Regions from separate parts of the Gossypium hirsutum genome. Here regions 1 and 2 are each linked to region 3. The links are chromatin contacts, called in public Hi-C maps. All regions are on one chromosome and are shown on one strand. Each heading gives the region's core, a stretch centred on a gene start, on an enhancer-like site or on the middle of the called end of the contact. The rest is flanking DNA. Distances are from core to core; before and after follow the strand shown. Region 1 holds the start of LOC107948426 (DNA polymerase delta small subunit). Region 2 holds the start of LOC107898485 (enoyl-[acyl-carrier-protein] reductase [NADH], chloroplastic). Region 3 has its middle 52 kb from the start of LOC107949284.

Region 1 (3,493 bases), core at 706-3,205, 250 kb after region 3:
AGCCAATCCTCCTTGTGTGCTGTCTTTATTCCAAACATATAGTCCATCATCAACTTTAGCAGTGCCAATCATCCTCCCCGATTTCTGTTCTTGTATCACACAACCAATTGCAGAAAATTCAGCAAGAAGTTTTTCATCCTTAGTAAGTTTACTGATTGAAAGTAAATTGCAGGACAAGTTTGGGACATGTAGGACTTTATCGAGAGAAAAATTCTCTGTTATTTGTACTTCTCCTACTTCAGCCACATGTGAGTAAGAACCATCAGCTATGCAGATTCGGGACTTGTCATGACAAGGGGTGTAGGTGTGAAACAAAGTGGAGTTACCTGTCATGTGATCGTAGGCACCCGAATCGCATATCCAAGAGGATTGATTATTTGATTCAAAGGCAATATTGAGGGCAGTACCTTGGGTGGCTAGAGATCCATGAGCAGTGGAAGTACCAAGTATCTTATGGAGAGTCTCAAGTTGGGTATTGGTTAGGCGAACATCGAGAACATCATCTGCAGCAGTGGAGGATAATAGGGCAGTTTTATTATCATTCTGTTTTTTTTCAGGATAGCCATGGAATTTGAAGCACTTTTCCTTTGTATGACCAACACGGTTGCAGTGGTTACACCATGGTCTGGTTGATCCAGAATCATTTCCAGCACGTGGTTTTTGTGGCTGTGGACCTCTGGAGATGAGGGCAGAGGTCTCAGTAGACCGATTGCCAATAGTTGTCACATGTTTAAGTTCCTTTGAGTATCCCATCATGACAAGACGACTCTTTTCTTCTCTTCTAACTTCTGCAAATGCTTCACCGATGGTTGGTAGAGGTGATCTGCCCAGAATTTGGCCACGAACCTCATCTAACTCACGGTTCAATCCTGCTAGAAACTCATAAAGACGTTCATTGTTGAGGTGAGTCATAAACTTGGTGTGTTCCAAGCCTTCACCCCAATCTGCCTCATAGTATATATCCAATTCCTGCCACAAAATTTTTAGATTGTTGTAGTAGTGAGTTACTTTGAGTGTCCCTTGTCGGATATCCTTTAACTTAAGCTTGATCTGAAATACTTGGGAGGCGTTTCCAAGATCCGAGTAGTTTTCTTTAACTGCATCCCACATGTCTTTTGCAGTTTTGAAAAAGAGATAGGTGCGGCTTATATGGCCTTCCATCGAATTAATTAGCCAAGCCATTACAATCGAGTTGTTGAGTTCCCAAGTGGCATAAGTCGAGTTAGCTATGGTTGGTCGTGGAATTTCTCCATTGATGTATCCTAATTTGCCACGACCACGAATCACCATAAGGACCGATTGAGACCATTCAAGAATTTCTTCCTATCTAGTCGATGATTGGTGATTATAAGGGAGGAATTAAGTTCACCTTGAGTGATTCCCTGATTGACATTCTGAGTTATTTGTGAAGTCTCAGTTTTAGATAGAGTTTCATTGAAGTCACCCATGAGAGGAGGACTAAACCGGATGAATTTTTAGGAAGGGATATTAGAGACGAATGAGCAGGATCGAATGAATCCTAAAGCTCTTGATACCATGAAGAAACTTAGAAAAAGATTATTTTCATTCTGCTAATTAGTTTACACCAAAAAAGAGAGGAATTCACACAAACAAGGAAAACAATCCCTAAAAAACAGTAACTTCCTAAGAATCAGTGACTGAAATTAGTTTCTATTTACAAGGGAACTCCTAGTAATAAGGTAAGTTTTTTGTCCTTAATCTTAGGAATTCCAACATATTTTTTAAAAAATAATATTTTTAATGCTATATAACTCATCAACTAACTCATTTGAGATATTAAAAATTTAAAATAAGGAAAAAAAAGTAATTGATATCAAGTTTAATTACTAAATGTTGTATTAATCTTTTCAATAATAAAATAGTAGAAAGAGATTTGCAAAATAGAAAACAGGAAAAAAAAAACATGATAAATGCTCATATAATTAAGCAAGACTGGAGACGCGGGGTATCGAACCCCGTACTTCTCGCATGCAAAGCGAGCGCTCTACTGTTTGAGCTACATCCCCGAATGGCTTGATTGAGGCTTAAAATAAATACATCGTAAAGTGAATTGGATGTATAAAATCTCTCCACTCAGAAGAATTGCCGTAGAGAAATTTCAGTCTCCAATCCAAGTTTCCCGCCATGGAAGTCGACTCGCAAGAACAACTGCAGAGAAAACAATCCACTTACCTCTCTTTAGTAACTCCAACCTCATTTTCTTCCCTTTCACAATATCCTAAAATCTCTTCTGATTTTGTGAAACTATAATCCCCTTTTTCTTTGTGTCTTAGGATGAGAATTTCGAGATTCAGAAGGAAGTTTACAGAGGCCAGCAGTACAGTCAAATTTACTTTGCTCGTCTTCACATGATGAGAACTTTGCTTTACTCCCTTGTGCCCAACTGGAAATCCCATCTCCCCGGTAACCTCTCTTAAAAAAAAAAGGAATATTTCGGGAGATTTCCAAAATTGTTTATTCTTTTAATTTATTAACTATGGTACTCTTTTTCCCTCTTCTTATTATGGGTTTTGGGTTTTGAAGCAAGCAGCAGCTTTGGCTAGTCATTTTTGGCTGCTTTGTTACCTGCATTTGGACTTAAGGAATTTTTGTAATTTGCAGTGTCTGGGGCTCTTAGGGTTCGCAGTGAATATAAAAAAAGTCTTTGGTATTAGCTTTTGATTGGTGTGTCCTTACCCTGTGATTATTTGGATTCCATTCTAGAGGTTTTGACTGATTAGCATGGAAGGTTATGTTTGAAATACTTGCATTGTGGCTAAGAATTACTATTGGTACTCATACTCGTTGGGGACTAGTCTGACCTATGTTGCTCGGAATTTTCGTTCTTCTTGGAGTACCCTTGTCCGACACTCGTTTCTGACACACATGAGAATTTGATCTCCAAGGATTCTCCAAAAAGATGGAAAAACTTAGAAAATCTTGCAATGCACGTAGGATACACTTGAGTCCAAGTAACATAGACTCTGATAAGTATTTCTCATTCAAAAGCTTTCTTCAAGGTGACAGGTTCTATTTTGAAAAAAAAAATGCACTAGATACTGTTGCTCATATTTCTGATGAGTTTGTTGTTGGTATTATTTGTGCATCTGAAATTTTGTTGCCTCTGTAGTGTACTTTTTCACATTAGAAATTTGAAGTACCAGAACTTTCCAGTCCTCTCATTGGTTGTGGCTAAAGATAATGGGGATTCAAATAAATTTGTAGTTTGATCGAGTTTTTAGTTTCCATGGAATAATTTAAAAATTTTCCTTCTCTCTTTTTGTAGTTTGTACAGTTTTAGAGCTCGAAGAAGGCAAAGAATGCATCATTGTTGGTACTCTTTATAAGCATATGAAACTCAAACCTTGCATTCTTGATGAATACTCTAAGGAGGTAATATGGTTGTTAATGGATGTATATTATTGATTAGTTTATTTCATTTTGTATATTGAACTCTATGTTGGAAATTCAGTGTTGTTTGACTTTGAACGTT
Region 2 (3,243 bases), core at 356-2,855, 190 kb before region 3:
CTACAGGTACATCCTCGGGAGAGTCATAAACAGCATCCATGGGATAAACTTTGGTGATCTCCATTAATGACCCATCTGGCAATCTGGAAAAGAAAATTCCAATCAGCATACCGTAAGTGAGAAATCGGCAAATACCAAAATCTACGCAATCAACAGGAAAGAACATTTTTGTTCTTACATGCGTGATTCATCAAATTTCCCACGTCTTAGACTGCTTTCGAATATGTTGAGTGCCTGCAAAAAGAAATGTTTGCAGTTATAAGAAAAACTGTAAAAAAGTACAACTTTGACCTTAAAATGAGACTCTTTGCTTCTAAATGACACATATGTTATATAAAGATACATACAGGCACCCATGTTCCAACAAGAATTTCAGCTCCAGCAGCAGCAAGAGATTTTGCTATTGCCCAACCATATCCATTGTCATCAGCAACACCAGCTATAAATGCTCTTTTACCTGCAAACCGACACATCATATTAGATGTTCAAGTGGTTTACGTCCATACTGCACAGACAAATTTCATGTCTTAAGAGCTTTTCAGTCATGTCAAGATTCAAAAAACATGGTTAGCTGATACAACATCATCATGTATTCTAATCTGTATTCAACATTATTGAATTAACGCATAGAAGTTATAAGAGAGGGGGAAATAAGGACAGGTTACCTCTCAAATCAATAGGAAGTCCAGAAAAAGGCTTGTTGTCACTTTGTTCAGACATGGCTCTTGTAACAAACTTTTCAAACTTGACAGGCTTTGAAGTGATCCTATGGAGGAACGGCTGCCTTGACGAGATGTGAGAGGCACTTGCAAGCCCTGACCATGATGCCTCTTTATGCTGAGCGATGATGTTCACCATGGTCGAGACAACAATTTTACGAGAAGAAGAAATACAAGGTTTAATGTTGGTCATGTAAGGGCCAGGAGTTGCTGCGGTTCCCATATTTTCTTCTTTTATCTTACTTGAATCACCCAAAGTCAATACAGTTCTACAAGATCAAGTGGAACAGTTAAATAATCAAGTAAAACACAAGGCATTATGGTTAACAGAAAGGCAACATTTTTAAGTAATATCATTAGCAAGAGTGATAACTTTATAAAATAAGAGACACCAACATCCCCTCTGTGGGAATGTAATAAGATGACAAAAACTTTTTCTTGGTAAATAAATTGTCTCCAACACCCAAATCTCTGGTTGGCTTGGCCATTGTGTGGTGTAATGCTCTGACATGTAATAAATGGTTGGTTATTTTCATCAGATTTCTAAGGGACCAAATTAGAAGCAGAAGATTTCCCTTAATGCTCAAATAAACATGTAAATGGAATGAAGGCATTAGTAAAGTTTGAATAACATTGAGCAAGAAATAACATGGAAAGATCTGAAAACTCACCGAAGCAAAGGAGGAGGAAGATTGGGTTATGAATGTGGGGATTGTACGGAAAGAGCAGTGAGGTGATGAGAATATAAAGAAAAGAGGAGGGAAGTGGGGTTATGTTTTGGGGGTTTCGATGAAACCGAAGTGGTTGATGGAGTTTTGGTTTCCAACAGTTGGGAAGCAACGACGGGAGCTTTGGAAATGTCGACCTCAGTTTGGTTTTGGATCCTTACTCAAATTACTATTATGCCCTTCTTTCTCTTTTTGTTGGCTGTGAATGGATTGGACTCTTGACTCGTTGATTTGACTTGCTGTCAAAAATAGCCTTATGGCCCGAATTATACTTGTTTTTTCAATTTTAGTACTTAAAAATTTTTTTGTCTCACCTTTCTATTTAAATTATTTTTTATTATCCAAATTAATTTAAGGCATAAAAGAAAATAAGATATATACGTGAGACTATTAGAATATGTGACATCATTTTTTTGTATTTTTAATACAATTTATATTCTATTGATTAAAAAATAAAAAAAATCATATAACATATAAAAAATAAAAAATATTTAAAAAATTCTAAAATACTAAAATTTTAAAATTCTAAAATATATAAATATAAATTTTAAAAAATCATAATAATATATAAAAATTGTAAATTTTATAAAATTGAAAAAGTATTTAAATTTTAGAAAATTAAAAAAATTCCATTTTTCAAAAATATATATTCAGGAATAAATTTTATTTCAAATTCTAAAAATTCAAAATGAATAAAAGTAAAAAAGAAAAAGTTTAACTTAAAGAAAAACTTAATGTCTAGAAATTAAAAATTTTAATTTATAATTTAGACGTAGGTCAATATTCGATCAAATATCGATCAATGATGGCCAATGATTGATTAAAGTTAATGTATTAAAATATTTAGTTTTTAAATATTCTTTTTTTCTACTTTTTCATATAAATTTAAATTATTTAATTTTAATAAATTTACTGTCACACACCCAGAGGTGAAGCAAAAAAAAATTAGGGGGACCGAAATGAAATTTTAATTTTTAATAGTTTATATATTTATAATTTTTAAAGGATTAAATAAATTTTCATAATTTTAGGGGGCTAAAGTGTAATTTTACCTTTACTAATTTAAAATTTTTAAAATTTTTTAGAAGGCCAAAACAATAATTTTCCATTTCAGGGGGCCGGGGCCCTTGTCAACCCCCCTGGATTCGCCTCTGCACACTGCACATTCTAATTGGTTGGATTGCCACATGGCATGTGATGCGAGCGCGCCCAACGATTCAGCTAGTTCGAGTAAAGATCATCTGACGCTACCACAAGGCCCTATCACCCGAGCTCGAGCTAAGGCTTTCAAAGATTCTATTTTAGCTCTTGTAGCTCGAATTTGGGATGAAACTCAGCCCAGCCGCAGCGAGGAAGCTTAAATTAACTCTTCCAGTTCACCTCGCAACTTGCTACTAGTTCAGATTCAGCTCATGTCCAGCTCCCCAGCTCGGGTCCAGCTTACGAGTCCAAACCTAGCTCGGATTTAGCTCACGAGCTTACCCCCAGCTCATCACTAGCTCATGCACCTATATCGAGCTCAATAAGTCTATTCGTCCCTAGCTATTAAATAAGATTGATGCATTAAATAAATTTGAACATATTTATTTAAATAATTAATTTGTTTAATTCTGGACATTTTAAATAAGTGTGCCGAATTTAATTAGGTTATTACATGTTATTAATATGTCTTGGTTTAACTAGGATTTAATGTGTCCAAATTACTACAATTATTTATTATGTTAGTCGAATTTATGAGTGTGTTTAATATGTTAATATTTGCTGCCACCTTAATGTGTTTACATTGGTGATTAATG
Region 3 (3,071 bases), core at 104-2,603:
CAATAATCTCTCCAAAAATCCATATATGAGCCATACCCAAATTCCATATAATACCATCCTGGATATGACTCCGAACGCGACCTATCCCCTTCCATAATCGTGACACATTTCTGGCAGATAAAATAGCAGGTAGGTGACCCTTCCATTTGTATTTAGATCTAAGCACTTGAACTTAAAATTGCTCAAGGTTCTTGATAATATTAAAACCAATCTTCATGAAGAAAGCATTATTGAGGTAGTCGATCTTCTTGAGACCAAGGTCCCCTTGTTTTGTATCTGTGCAAATATCATCCCACTTAACCAGATTATGCCCTTTTTCTCCTTAGTGTTCCCTAATAAAAAATTTAAAAAAAATACAAATATAGAAGTTTAATATTTCATTGAATTCCTTTTTTTTCACACTAAAAATAAACCTCTGCACACACCATAGAATTACACCACAAACTTGAAAAAAAATATTTTCTTTGGTAGGAAAAGTAGGCTAAGGCATATTACATATTGTTGATCCTCATTTAGACTTAACCATGAGTCAGGCTGGGTTTGGGTCTAGTCAATGTCAAATTTTAGGTCCGTTTTCTAGGCTCGGGTTCTTCTCAACTTGAAAAATTGGCCTAAAATTTTTACACGAGTTCAACCCAAACAAAAATTGTTAAACCAGAGCCCAACTCGACCCGCTCATATTAATTCTTTTTTTTATTTTTTATATAAAATATATTTAAAAATATAATACACCAAATACACTAAAATATTAAAATAAATGTTTCCTAACAAATTGAAAATACATTAAAAAAATTCTTTGTACTTAAATAACACTAAGAAAGCTGTAACTTAAATAGAAAATGCCTCTAAAATAGTAGTAAAATTAACAATAAAATAAAATTTATATAATATCTAAACAATAACAACAAAATAGTAGTAATATAATAGCAAATTGGTAGGAAAACAACAACAAAATGGTAGCTAAACAGCAACAAACAACAACAAAAGAAATTTTAAGCAGATTCAGACTGAACGGGGCTCAAGCCAAAAAATCTTACCCAATACTTGACCCGTTTAGAAAACAAGCCTTATTTATTGTCCAAGCCAATTTTTCAAACTTATATTTTTACCCAAATCCTCCCACTTTTCAGACGGACCTTTGAGCTTAGGTGGGTGATCCGGCCTAGCCCATGATGAAGTCTATCCTCACTCTATCAATATCAATATCTTTCCCTATGAAATCCACTACTCACTACTGTTGTTTTAGGTTGTAGAAACTGGTGATGGCCCACTTGGCTTTTTTCAAGTAGACTTGTCATCGTATTAGTTGACTATTCAACTCCTTAAAAATATGCCGAAATGAAATAATTTATTGCCCGCTATGAAGCTTTTGAATTCGTTTTGCCATAGCTCTATCAGTAGTGTTCTATAAGAGACCATTACAAATCCACACTACCGAGAAGCGATCACTTTAGACAACTACTTGATGAAATTTTTTATTCCCAAACATCTTGAGACGATCGTAAATCACCCAAAGTTCCACTTACTCCATGCTGCAACTACCAATACCATGACTCTAGTTGAAGAGCCATCTCCCATCATCTTCCCTAGCAAGACCTACTAAAGGGGTCAAACCAATGCTAACTTTTACTGCCTCATCTGTATTCAATTTGACCCAACCAGATTCTTGGTTGATGCTTTAATTATTCCAATGGCATCATCGGACGTTTACATCCTACTCAAAGAAGAAAATAAGTCTACAAAATATTTTACTTTTTAGCAGAAAAAAAAAACCTTGAATCTTTTGAAATATTTAAAGGAAAAAAAAAAAGAGAAATGTTTTTAGCAAGGGAAAAAATAATGTGAAATATGCAGTGCTTAATATTTCTTAAAAATTTGGATTTATATTTCTTAAAAACCATTTTTAGGGAATTTCGAAAAGAAAAAAAATTATGGATTCTAGATTTAAATGTAGAAAATTTATACTTTTTTTTCAAAAATAAATTGTTTTTAGTTTTTACTACACATAAAATATTTTGTTGGGTTATAGAAATTATACCAAAAAAAGAAGATTATTATTTTCCCCTTCAAATACCTCTACAAACTAATTTAAAAAAATTATCATCTACTTTTTTTTTAATAAAACTTAATATTTTAATTCTAAAATATGAGATAAATGTAGTTTGAAGTAATTTAATTTTTATTTTAATTAAAGTATGAGATAAATGTAATTTTTCAAACGCATAGTCACCTTATAAGGTTGATGGATAAATTTTTTTGTCTATCATAAAGAGCAAACTATATGTTCTTTACAATAATATTTGAGAAATCAATTACAAAAATACTTTATAAGATGTGATCAATGGGAAAACATTTCCATGGGCTCAAAATTTTCTAAATTTATTGACTATAGCTTTCTACATATCATTTATATTTTTTTATTTTACCCTTGTATAAATTAATATAGTTTTAATTTTTTTATTAATGCAAAAAATGTATATATTTAATTTTTTACCCTTTTACTTCTACAAACTAACTTAAAAAATATCATGTATTTTCTATTGATAAAATTTTAAATTTTATTTTTAAAATATAAGATAAATATAATTTTTTAGGTCAATATATTATTTTAATAAAAAATTGTTCCATGCAATTTTATAATTTTTTTGTATTAATGCAAAAATTTTACTACTTTTTCAAAAATTCAAATATCTAAAATTTCCAGCAAATAAATGTATAAATACTGTAACACCCCAGATCCGACCTAGACGTTATGACCAGATTTGGAAATATTACTGTAAATTCAATTGAAAATGTAAGATTCGTTTATTTTGAAAATATGTCGTATGCTCCTACTACCCAAAAATCTGGTTATTCGAAAACATATCTTACTTAGATGTTTTATAGTAAATGTTGTTTGTTTTCATTTTCTAAAACATATAGCTTTGCAGTGGAAATTCTTAGAAAGAAAAAATTTTGGTAAAACACGGTTTGTTATTTCAAAATCCGTTGTTTTGCAAAAAAATAAACATTATTGATAAAACATTTTAAATTCATCATGCGGAAATCGAAAATAAAGTCCAAAATCAAAG

What was found. A called contact is a pair of places that touch in the nucleus more often than the background predicts.
Region 1: a contact with region 3 is called in a Hi-C map of leaf, with 4 times the contacts expected there. The contact joins the promoter of LOC107948426 here to the enhancer-like site in region 3. A contact is called at or near these places in 6 of 34 Hi-C or Micro-C datasets (leaf and petal).
Region 2: a contact with region 3 is called in a Hi-C map of leaf, with 2.3 times the contacts expected there. The contact joins the promoter of LOC107898485 here to the enhancer-like site in region 3. A contact is called at or near these places in 5 of 34 Hi-C or Micro-C datasets (callus and leaf).

The regions. Positions count from the first base shown.
Region 1 is chrA04:28,798,788-28,802,280 of Gossypium_hirsutum_v2.1, forward strand. It overlaps LOC107948426 (DNA polymerase delta small subunit), which reads left to right and starts at 1,956. Exons shown (of 14, transcript XM_016882968.2): 1 at 1,956-2,202; 2 at 2,295-2,424; 3 at 3,287-3,393. The coding sequence starts at 2,146.
Region 2 is chrA04:28,359,007-28,362,249 of Gossypium_hirsutum_v2.1, forward strand. LOC107898485 (enoyl-[acyl-carrier-protein] reductase [NADH], chloroplastic) reads right to left here and starts at 1,606. Exons shown (of 13, transcript XM_016823946.2): 1 at 1,391-1,606; 2 at 666-988; 3 at 348-457; 4 at 179-234; 5 at 1-83. The coding sequence starts at 942.
Region 3 is chrA04:28,547,063-28,550,133 of Gossypium_hirsutum_v2.1, forward strand. No RefSeq gene overlaps it. Among protein-coding and RNA genes, the nearest start is that of LOC107949284, 52 kb to the right of the region's middle. Within about 2 kb of position 1,354, at least 2 of the 9 cell types and tissues checked have an H3K27ac peak or open chromatin away from gene starts, as enhancers often do. A contact at or near this core is called in leaf, where this site is marked.